Linked DNA regions of Zea mays: all the other regions are linked to region 2. The links are chromatin contacts, called in public Hi-C maps. All regions are on one chromosome and are shown on one strand. Each heading gives the region's core, a stretch centred on a gene start, on an enhancer-like site or on the middle of the called end of the contact. The rest is flanking DNA. Distances are from core to core; before and after follow the strand shown.

Evidence for each region. A called contact is a pair of places that touch in the nucleus more often than the background predicts.
Region 1: a contact with region 2 is called in a Hi-C map of tassel, with 3 times the contacts expected there. The contact joins the promoter of LOC100278771 here to the enhancer-like site in region 2. A contact is called at or near these places in 2 of 25 Hi-C or Micro-C datasets (leaf and tassel).
Region 3: a contact with region 2 is called in a Hi-C map of bundle sheath, with 5 times the contacts expected there. The contact joins two enhancer-like sites. A contact is called at or near these places in 2 of 25 Hi-C or Micro-C datasets (bundle sheath and ear).

The regions. Positions count from the first base shown.
Region 1 is chr7:59,974,114-59,978,336 of Zm-B73-REFERENCE-NAM-5.0, forward strand. It overlaps LOC100278771, which reads right to left and starts at 1,364. Exons shown (of 7, transcript NM_001407552.1): 1 at 727-1,364; 2 at 497-615. The coding sequence starts at 1,179.
Region 2 is chr7:60,835,095-60,838,908 of Zm-B73-REFERENCE-NAM-5.0, forward strand. No RefSeq gene overlaps it. Among protein-coding and RNA genes, the nearest start is that of LOC100276190, 380 kb to the right of the region's middle. Within about 2 kb of position 1,402, at least 17 of the 20 cell types and tissues checked have an H3K27ac peak or open chromatin away from gene starts, as enhancers often do. A contact at or near this core is called in bundle sheath, ear, leaf and 1 more, where this site is marked.
Region 3 is chr7:60,207,786-60,211,729 of Zm-B73-REFERENCE-NAM-5.0, forward strand. No RefSeq gene overlaps it. Among protein-coding and RNA genes, the nearest start is that of LOC103632402, 110 kb to the left of the region's middle. Within about 2 kb of position 1,461, at least 18 of the 20 cell types and tissues checked have an H3K27ac peak or open chromatin away from gene starts, as enhancers often do. A contact at or near this core is called in bundle sheath and ear, where this site is marked.

The DNA.
Region 1 (4,223 bases), core at 114-2,613, 860 kb before region 2:
CAGGCTACACTTAGCATCAACATACATCTAACCTACGCCCCTACCTCTACCCACAAACTTTTTCCTCTTCTTTTGGTATGTGCGGTACGCCGGTGTCATATCGTGACAACAATAAGCAACAATAACTTGAAGCTGAGCACTAACTGCTTGGCAGCAATAATCCGAAGCTGAGCACTAACTGCTTGGTGAGTTAAAGTTTACATTACTAGCAACACAAACTTTTTATCTTTATCATCATCATATATAAGTACAGCACTTGTTAAGTTACCATCTTTCGTGTGCTACTAACATCTTTCTGCTTCATGATGCAGAACATTTGCAAACATGAACTCCTTAAAAGATGTAACCCTTCCAGCTACAGTATCAGAATGTTGCAACAGTGAACCATTTATCTAGCATACAGATGCATTTATCCCAACAGAAAAGAAATGGAACCTATATATCCATTAAGCAGCAGATGCAGCCTCAACATTCTTGTCTCAACACACAAGCGTACCTCAAACCAGAGACAGGATGCCTTTGCCGCAGCTGGCCAAGCTCCCTTGCGGCCACAGATGGGGGCCTCCTCTCCTCTGGTAAACCGCTGTTGCGCAGAAACCGACCCCGGAGCAGCGCCTGCAGTACAGACGAAAATCTGATCAAGTCAGATATATCTGACAAATGCAAAGTAGGACACTATATTGTCAAGTAATGGAACAGTGAGTTGGGAAATAAAGAAGCACCGACATGGATTCTGTTGCGATGCGGAAAGTCAGAGACGGCGCGGTGCTGCGAGAGGCGGTGGAGCTCGGCTTGGCGGTCGGCGGCCATGCGCATGACGAGCTCGAGGCGCGCTTGGCGGCCGCGGATCCTGGGGGCGTCCCTGCGAGCGTGTTCATGGACGGGGGACGGTGGGGGTCCGGTGTCGTCGTCACGGTCGCGGGCAGCCATGTGGACCCACTCCCTGACGAGGCGCACACGGTCGCGCTCGATCTCGCGGAGCCAGGAGGACGAGGAAGAGGAGGCGCGCGAGATCTGGACGGCGGGCGCGCGGCGGAGGAGGTCCGGGGAGCCCTCGCGACTGGATCCAGCGTCCCAGTCGCTGTCGCTGCGGGGCTCGGAGGGCTCACGGCGGCGGCGTGGGGTCATATCGATGCCGGAAACAGGGGGAGCTGGAGAAGGGACTGGGACGTCGCCCATCGCCACCGGCCGCGACGAGGCATGGGGCGGCGGGAAGCTGCTGCTGACTGGATTGGGCTATAGCGAAGTCAATCCCCACCCCACCAGAGTCCCAGCATGAGATGAGACGCCGACGGAGGCGAGGTGGAGTCGAAGCAAGCCCGTCCAATTCCCCTGATCCCCTCGAACGGGGAGACGACAGTACGACACCACTCGCCGCGGGTTTTTCATTTTCCATCCGTTTTTATTTATTTTTTTTCTTTCAAATATATAGGATAAGAAATTTTAGAGGGAAACTTAAAATTCTAAAAATATCGTTATGTTTATTGTTGTCTATGATATCTATCTATCCAGACAGGCCATTCCAAGCGTCGCAATTATTTAGAGCTTGTTTGATTTGTTGCCTCACTTGTCACAATTTAATACGTTTAAGGTTAGCCAAGTTTGATCGAGTTAGACGCAAGTTTGATTTAGAGCCATAGATGTGGCATAATTTTTCTTTGTTTCACTATCAATGATTGATAAAAGTGTGACAAGATTCCTTTAGCCATGTCATAATGTAGCGTAGAATTTGAACGTCTAATCTTAGTCAAATGTGACACAAACTGTGTGGCAATTTTTGGCGCCTGAAGCATGCAACCAAACATGCATAGACCCTCTTGTTCTCTAAAAGCCCGTTTAGGTTCTAGAGATGAAATTCTAGTTTCGCCTAGACCTGGACATAAAAACCAAACACCGTAACCGAAAAAAACCGAAACCGAAAAGCCAAAATTGGTCAAACCAAAAAATATTCTTCGGTTACCGTTCTTCAAAAACGAACTTAGTTTTGGTTTTCGGTTTTTAGTTCTGTTTAAACCGAACTAACCAATCTTTAGTTGTTATGTATGTTGATTAAAGCATTTATGTTTTACTTTGAGCATTTTGCTGCATTTGTTGCTTGTCATTTGAGCCTTTGTGTGGCATTTAACTTAAATTAATTGAATTACATGTAATTGTTGTTGGTATGACTTTTGTAATGTTGCACATGAGTCATGGAAAATAAATATTGTTGTTCAATTCTAAAATTGTGTGAGCACATGACTAATGTTCGGTTTTTCGGTTCAACCGAAAACCAAACCGAACTATTCGGTTAACCGAAGGATCAGTTTTTCCTTTTTTATATAGAATTTTGGTTTTCATTATTCAAAAGCCGAACTTAAAAAAACCAAAAAAATGAACCGAAAAATTTCGGTTAGCCGAATGCCCAAGCCTAGTCCCGTCAAATAAGATGTTTATACTAGTTGTAACTGTTAAATATAATCTAATTGCAAAACTAATTACACAGATAAGGACTAATGTAAAGCCCAAAATTGTATCAGAGAAAAATAATGATATAAATAAATAAACATATTTATGTTAAGTGTTTTGGGAATTTTTTAAACCTTTGGAGATTAATTAGGTCCCTTCCTTTTTCATATTCAGTTAATGGTATCAATTAGTCAAGTAACCAATAAATAAATAAAGAAATGTGCATCTCATGCAGATGAATTTGTAGTGATGCATTTTATTGAAATAAAGGAATCATAACTTAAATTTGACCTCAAATTATAAATGAAAATATAAAAACAGAAAATGGGAAAAGGAAGTTGTAATAAAGTCATTTATTACTATAATTAAATAATGGGAAGGAGAATAAATAATAGTATTGAAAATAGTAGGATTTATATTCGTATTTGGATTATATTTGAGATTGGACATCTGAAATTCAAAACAGGCATTCGAATTTGGTTTGAATATTTGGAATTTGGAATAGAAAATGAAACCAGGAAATTAAACAAAAGAAAAAAAGGAACCCACCTGTTGCCGCATGGGCCGAATTGATCTGGCCGCGGCCAAACTCCCTGGGGTTCCTAGCGCCGACCGCGCGACCCCAGCTGTCAGTTACCCACGTCGCGCTCCCTTGCACTCGCGGCCATCGTTGGCGTGTGGCCCCCTTTTCGTCATCCGCTCGTGTGGTCGCTGGTCTATGGACCCGGTATGTCAGCAAGTCCTATAGATCTTCCCCAAGCAACTGCTTGCTGATTCCGCCGCCAACTCGAGCGCAGCTACCCTCCCCCAACCAACATCACCGGGACTATTAAGGGGCGGGTCGTGGGTTCTTCCTTCCCTCCTTGTCTTCCCCTTAATCCCAATCACCACTGTCACCGTGAGGAGGAAGGAGGGAGTCGCGGCCACCTCCATTGAACCGTCTCCACGCCGCCGTAAGGGTACTCCGGGCTACGCCGTCGGGCAGTCGAGGAAGCAACGCGGGGGGGCATCACCGTCGCGTGGGGAAAATCTGGGCGGAGTCTTATTGAGCTAGATTTCGACCATACCGTTGTGGAATCGCTCGCTGGTGCGGGCGCCTTGCTTCCGGAGTCGCGCTTGCCATGGACCGTGACTTCTGTGCCACCCTCGTAGGTAAAAATTCTCTGTAAATTTCCGCCTTGGTCCTAGGATGGTGTAGAACTTCTTAGATGGTCGGTTGGGCCATGGGGGGACCGAATCAGTTGCGCGCCGGTGGAGCTCCGCCGTGGGAGGTCCTAGCGTCGTCGTGCCCTGATGTCTGGTGGGGGAAGAAGGGTCGCTAGCCGTTGATTTCCTTATGTGCGGCTGAGATTAGAACGCGAGTACCGTTTTGGCCTGATCAATCTGGTTCGTCCGATCGTGATCCTGCGACTTGGATTTGATCTTAAGTATTTTGATCGTGACCATCGCTGTCTGATCGAGCGGTTGTGATTAAAACCAGTGACCCTGTCGTTTAGCATGTATGGACCGTTGATCTCGAAGGATGCGGTCCAGATCAAAGCCAGGCGTACCGCCTCAAGATTGATCGTGGACCGTAGGATCGTGATCCATAGGCTACAAATGTGTACCGGTTCGCTTTAAAGAAAATTTAATCCTGGTGCCCGGTTTTGATCCAACGACCAAAAATCACCCATACCCCTTCACCGAATCCTTTTCATAAAAGTCCCTGTCTTATTTAGAAATCAACCCGTCGTCCACTCTGAGTGTAAAGTATTTACCATCAGGCTCTGGTTTCTTAT
Region 2 (3,814 bases), core at 152-2,651:
CAACTCCTAATTGAGATTAGTTCATTTTATAATTTGATCTCCTTCTTCTTTAATTAATACTATACCTTGTGAGATGTGTTCCAATGTTTGTACATGTTTGTTGTGCTGTTGTAATACCCAAATTGTAAGATTACTAAAGGAGAGATTATTTCCTTATTGTATGTGCACTCTTTAATTACCATCACATGTGAACTCCTCACTTTAAAGGAAAAAAATAATTAATAGAAGACATACCATTAAATCATGCATCATGCTGGGCTTTATTTTGTGTGCACTTTGTGACAATACAAAAATAGTGTGAAAAGAAAAAAAATAAAGTCCAAAGTAGAATTTAAGATCTAAAGGAAATTCAAGAATTTAGAAAAGAGAAGGAAGAAATATTATAGAACACAAAATAAATCCATAACAAAACTCATTCCACTAAAATATTCAAGTTGAATATTTGAATTTAGTACAAATTTTGAGGAGAAATTGGAATTCAAATTCTAGGTTTGAAAATAAAAAGAAAACAAAAAGGAATTAAAACAGAAAATAAAATAAAAAGGGAACTTGAAACCTAAGCCTAACTTGGGCTGAAATCTGACTCGTGCGGCCCACTCCTGTTTTCCTCCGCACGGCGCAAGCTCCATCTCACGCGCGGGCTAGCTCTTTGGCTGCTGCGTGGGGCCCACTCCCCAGTAGACCGGTCACGCGCTTGCGACTATTTCTGCGACTGACCAGTGGGGCCTGTTAGTCATTGTGCCCGTTGTGCGCGAGTTCCGCGCGCAGCCCGACTCCGTTCCCCCGAAAACGCTGCGTCCGCAACTACTCTTCCGGATTCCCTGACATCAGTCGAACCTTGAAGTCGTGGCTCCATGCACGTGTATATAAAGATGTGGGCACCCCGGTCATACCTTCACCCCCGAATTTACGTGAGAATTCCACTGCTCGTGAAACCGTGTGTCCAGTTAAGCCATGCTGCCGGTGAAATCGCCCCATGGCGGTGTTCCGTTCTCTACGTGTGACCGTGCGAGTGCGTCGGTGCCTGGTTGATCCATCTGTGCCCTCGGGACGTGCTGGTCGACCCCGAATCAGGAGGAATTTCTCACCGGAGTGCGCGCTCGGGCGGAACCGCCCCTCTCCGTGGACAGCTCGCTTGCACCGGCAACTCCTAGTAAGAAACCCTCGCCCGAACCCGCCTTCATAACTGCAACGTGTAGAAGCATTTAATTGGAACTTGGTGCACCCAGGCCTGAGAATTGCGTCGCCGGCGGTGGTCCTTGCCGTCGTCGGTCATTTGGGGGGGAATTGGTCGGGGGGGGGGGAAGACAACGGGATGTGGACGGTTGATCAATGGATCAACGATCCAGATCATATCGCGTATTAGGTGATGTCTATACCGCTAGATCACCAACAAACGGCGCTGATTCAGTCTGAGAGTTGAGTAGCGCGGGATTAGTCACCGTCGTTGGATGCGATCTGAGCGGGTGAGGCAAGATGATGCTTATTTCAATCCAGAGCGTTGTTGTCCGATCCGACGGTGGCAATTACGTACCGATTCGGCCACTGGTAAATCTAATCCTAGTCGTAGAGTTTTAATCTGACGACTCAGAAATGGCCGATACCCCTTTGCGGGTGCATTTTGTTAAAGAGCCCTCGGGAAAAATGAAAATCAACCCGCAGTCTAACTTACCAGTGCGTTGAGTCTTAGGGATTTTTATGCCAGACACCCTGCCTTCTCTGGTAATTGGCGCCCAGTCCAGAGAGTTGGAAAATCAGAGAAAATTAATTAGAAATGGATTTTTAGTGCAAAAATAATTGCTAGAACTTGTATAAATCATAGAAAATTCATATGAACTCCAAATTGATCCATTTTAGTTTCTAAAATTTTGTAATATTATTATTTATCACCTCGAGTCTCTGTTTTGACATGAAAACAGTAATAAAATTGATTTCTCAATTAATCATATATCAAGCACATAAAACCTTTGGAAATTCATAACTTAAAATCTATAACTACAAAATTAATGATTCATGTTCCTAGGATCTTATTTTAATGTGTAGATTATTATTATGTATTTTGTTTACATGTTTGGTGTTATGTTAATTTTCTCTATATACTGTGCTTGTTTGTATTGTGGCGAGTAGAGGAGCTAGTGGCTGAGGATCCTGGTGCCCAGCAGATAGAAGTTGCTAAGAAGGAGCTCATTGAAGGCAAGTTGTGTCCTTGATCACTTCCTTTTTACCCAGTCATGTTCTTATTAATCATAATGATCTGCATAGTTTAATTTGATGGGATCCAATAGGTTACCCTACTTTGGCTATCTTTATACCTTGTTTTACCACTAAATTTTTGGGTAGTATATGCTATTGCTTTATGTGGTTTTGGGTATAGAGATATACATTCCTCATGTTCACACTTCTGTTATCAGTTTATTATCTACTGTTCATGATAAGATCATTATGTAAATGGGAACATGGTGAACCACCCGGGAAAACAGTGTCAGCACAAGGGTGGTACGGGACGCCCTTGGCTGACTAATTAGGAAAGCTAGTGGAAGACTACCTTACCTGAAAGAGGCAAGGGCAATAGGGGAGTTGCATGCAGGGAGGTTCTCGGGTTGATTTTATTGCGATGGCGGTCAGACGAGGGATTCTTGCAAGTGCTCTTCCCATAAACTGTAGCGGGTTTTCGGAAGCTAGTGGAACTTTGTAAAGGCCTCTTAGTGGATCACTAGCCATTCACCTCGGTAGTGTCTAAGGGCCTTGCAAACCCTGGCGACATGGGATACACGACTTGTGGGTACATGGTACAACCTCTGCAGAGTGTAAAACTGGTATACTAGCCGTGCTCACGGTCATGAGCGACTCGAACACTCACATGATTAATTTACGGAATTAAATTCAATTTGTCATTTGCATCACATCGGGATTAGTTTATTATTATTAAGGTTTGGTATTTAATTAAACTTAGTAACTGCTAATAAAATTTTGACCAACTTATAAAAGCAATGCTCAGCTTCAACCTTTATTTTGTTGATCAGCCTTACACTTCACATGAACTCCCACCTTTGGTGAGTTCATGCACATTATTCCCCACAACTTGCTGAGCGATGAACATGTGTGAGCTCACCCTTGCTGTCTCACACCCCCCACAGGAGAAGAAAAGGTGGTTCAAGAGGAGCCACACAACGAGGAGTTCGACTTGATCTAGGTGGCGTCTCCCAGTTGACTTTATGGCGCCAAGGATGGACTTTTGTTCGTTTTATATTATTATTTTGTAAGACTTCCTCTATGTAATATGTACTCTGATTATATTTTGACATTTATCTCTTTACACTCTGATTTATATGTCTTGTCTTCTTTGGCGCATATATGAGATGCACCCGGCTTTGTCCCTTAAATTCGGGTGTGACAGCTGTTCATTTGTACTTTCCAAATGTATTGAATGTATGATTGCTTTATTTAGACAACGAGCAGCCGGTGGTTCCTGAGTGTGTTGCCGAAGTTCTTCCTGAGCAACAACCTGGTGAAGGCAAGTGTCCTCAGACCTATCATGTCCTATTTTACTTTATAATTCAGTGTCTCGCATTACATTATTGAAAACTTAAGGATTGACTAGTCTGTATTTACCTTATCCTTGTTTACCTTTTTAGGTTAATCATGGTTAGCTTATGTTATTACTTTAACTTAATCAATGAACATAATGTGATTATTTATGATACGATGATGTTATCCTAATGATGATATTGTGATACTTTAGGGGACTCAGGATGTTTCCTGAGCACCTCTCCGTAAGGACCTGTTTGGGGAGTGACAACCCGGTATAATAGTG
Region 3 (3,944 bases), core at 211-2,710, 630 kb before region 2:
TGCTTCTCGCAGCTAATGAGACTGCTTGATCCATGCTGCTGCATCGAGTAAGAAGTGGAATGAGGTTACTTTCAAAAGATGTTGATTGCTATAATGTTTGATACCATGTATGAATAGCTAGGTACTCATCTAGTCTAAATTATTATTTTAGAACTTGAAAAGATAAAACTTGATTTTAGACTCAACTAGTGCTTTTGGCAAACCAAATCACTCAGCAAAACAGCTTCATGGTCTAGAGGTAGAGGAGTAGACTCCTCATACCGGGTAAGTCTAGCTGAGTATTAGTATACTCAGCCTTGCTTGTGGCACAATTGTACAGGTACCTTGGAGACATGGTTGCTGGAGTGACTTGACCATCCGCCCTGCCACCGGGCTGGACAGTCGAGTGGGACCCTGCCTCAGCAGGAGAGGAGCAGGAGGAGTGATGGGCCAGACTTCCCCATCCTCCCTTTTCTTTTATCGTTAGTTAATTTCCGATGTATCGAAACAATGATTACTACTTTTGAAACTCCGATGATGATGTAATAACAATTAAGTACTTCTTTAAATTATGGTTTTATGCTTTATTGTATTTCTCTGTGCCTCACCTTTGAGTGAGTATGTGCTACTTAATCCTGTTAGTGGCTTTATCGGACTAGATCCGAGGAACTGACGGTTTATTCCGATTTAAGTGCGTCATTGCCTCTAAGATGGGACTTGGGCACTTAAGTTAGAATAATTTGGGCGGTTCCGCCACATGGCGCTCCAGCCGCACCACGCTCTAAACCTCTCACCTCTATGTGGGCCCCACTTGATAGGTCTTCTCCTCGAAGCAAACTCACGCACGGCGGATAGTAACAACCCCTTACTGGTGCCGTGGGTTACGCTCGGACTTGGGCGAACTTCACATCACCAGAACCTGTCCTTGGGTATATAACTTGCGATCGTACACCCTCATCCCGTCAGTCCGACCCTCGGCCACGATGAAGTATCAAAACATAGAGAGCTCGCCGCGACGGAGAGAGAAGGGTTGCCGCCGATGGGGTGCTCCATCTACGGTGTTGTTCGTTCCTGTTGTTCGGATTAGGAGCCTCATTGACAACCATGGAACCTGCTCATCACGTCTTCAAGAGGAATCACGGTCGTGAGCGATCGGAATCGCTCGCTGGAATTAAGGAGCGCCATGGTTCCGCCCTGCACCATGGCCGCACCCACTACTGCATCAAGACCCCGATAGGAAGCCCTGGACCCATTTACTCCATGCTACTGCATCGCGTAGCAACGCTTTGCACTCGTTTTTGTTCACAGGATCACTTGGCTGGGTGTTCGTCGGGGTAGAGCCGCCGTGGGAGATCACTGCGCCGCCATGGGATCGGGCGTGGGGGTGAGACAATCACGTGGCCGCTGATCCGGTCATGGATGGCCACGATTAGAAGTAACATACCAGTTCGGCTAAGCGCGCGGTGGCCGTGGATCCGGGTATGGACGGTTGGGATTAGAATAGGGAGGATCACGTCGTAGCCATCCAACTCTGATCGGGCGGGTAAGATTAGATCACATCATTTTAAAATTTGAACCTTCAGATCATGATCGGATGACCACATGTGCAATACCGGTTCGTGTAGAAGGTTGGCCTAATCCGCGCCACTGGTTTATGATCTGATGGTGCAGATCAAAGCATACCCCTATGGTCGCGCTGATATGCAAAAGAACCCTCGGACCTCTATGAAATCAACCCGCAGTCTGTATGTAGTGTTAGAATATTAAACTTAGGTCCTTGATTTTAGCAGTTTAGTCCCTGATATTTAAATAAATGCAAACCGCAGTCCATGAGCGCTGGATATTGATAACATTAATATAGAAAGTGATTATTAAGATGAAAATTGATCCCCGCAACTTAGAAAAATAATAACTTATTCATTTTAACTCTGATTTGATCTGTTCAAGTTGCGTTAGCTTTGTAACAAAATTACCTATACAATAACAACATTATTTATAACATATCACTTACTTTTATAGTTAGATATTGTCCATGATTATAACCTGGCTAAAGATACAACCTATAATGAAGTTATAACTTGGATTAAAGTTTAATTAATTATTTCTCAAATGATTTATATTAATTAACATATAATATATCTTTTATTGTTTAATCACCTAAATCTTTGAAAATCATATCTTTTTAACCGTAACTCCGATTTTAGTGGTTCTTGAACCTACACTCTCGTAGCATCGCGTAGAATATTTTTACGTTATTTGTTCTCATGTTTGGTGTACTGTTATGTGATCCTTGTCTATTTGTATGTATTGCTACGAATAGCGGTGAGGTCACAAGAATCTGAAGACCAACTTGGTACCTAGGATCTCAAGTCTAAGGCAAGTTGCGCCCTTGATCACTTTTCTCTACCTAATAGTGTTCCTGTTAATCACTTTGACATGCTCAGGTTAATTTGATGGGACCTAATAGGTATCCCTAGCATTGTTTATCCCACACCTTGCAAACAAAAGAACTATTGGGAAGATTTGTTATTGCTCTACATGGTTTTGGGAAATTAATGTTATATTATGATCATGTTCTAGTTTTGCTATTGTTTTAATTATTGTTCATGATAAGATGATTATGTTAATTGGAACATGGAGCGACCACCCGGGAAAACAGTGCTACCACAAGGGTGGTATGGGACGCCCTTGGCCGACTAATTAGGAAAGCTAGTGGAGGACTACCTTACCAGAAAGGGGCAAGGGCGGTAGAGGAGCTGCGGTATAGGGAGGTTCTCGGGTCGATCATGATGTGATGGCTTTTCAGATGAGGGATTCCTATATTGCCTTTCTCAGAAACCGTAGCAGGTTTTCTGAAGCTAGTGAAACTTTGTAAAGGCCTCGTAGTGCTACCTTGCCTCGTCTCATTGGTAGAGATGTATGGGATTCATGACCCCATGAAAAATGGGTAACACGACTTGTGGGTAAAGATGTACAACCTCTGTAGAGTGTAAAACTTGTATATCAGCCGTGCCCACGGTCATGAGCGGCTCGGACCCTCACATGAGTAATTTCTGGAACTAAACTTAATTTGTCATTCGCATTGCATTGTGGGTGTTATTATCAATTATGATCTCATATTTATTTGGGTTGGTATCTACTTATACTTAGTAACTGCTAATAAAAGTTTCACCAACTCTAAAAAAATGCTCAGCTTTAATCATCTCCTTTGGTAAGCCTTACAGTTCACATGAGCCCCAATGTAAGTGAGCTCATGCACATTATTCTCCACAACTTGTTGAGCGATGAACGTATGTGATCTCACACTTGTTGTACTTACATCCCCCAGGTCAAGGTCAGGTACCACAATATAAGGAGCATGCAGGATGCCATGATGAGTTCGTGAGAGGTCTAGGCCGTCATCTCCGAGTCAACTATGTTTGCTGGATCATTGTTTTCGTATGATGTAATTATTTAACTATTGTGTACAGAACTCCATTATATATTAAATACGTGGCATTCATTTCTGAACCATGAGTCATCAGATGTGTAAGACTTGATCCTAGCACACATTTGATTCGCGTCTGAATTTGCCCTCAAATCCGGGTGTGACACCCCAACAAAACCCCAATTTCTGGCTGTATTTTTAAATTTGTGGTTGATTTATAAGTCTGATTGAGCTCAAAATTTGGGGAGATCTTGGAAACATATTTTCTCAGATGTGTGTAAAATTTCATCTCAACCGGAGTTCGTCTGGTTTAGTTTTGGATTTAAGAACATAATTTTGTACTCTAAAAACATCACTTGTTGAGAATACTATTTTGGACAGTTTCGGACTTCTCGGTGTTCGATTTGCGATCCGTTTCGTTTGCTGGTATCATATGAGTATTAGGAACATTTTGTAGTCATGAGATCACTTGTTTGTTGATGTGTTCATGGTTTTAGCACTTGCTTCATCTCAATTGAAATGAATTGTCCATTTTCAG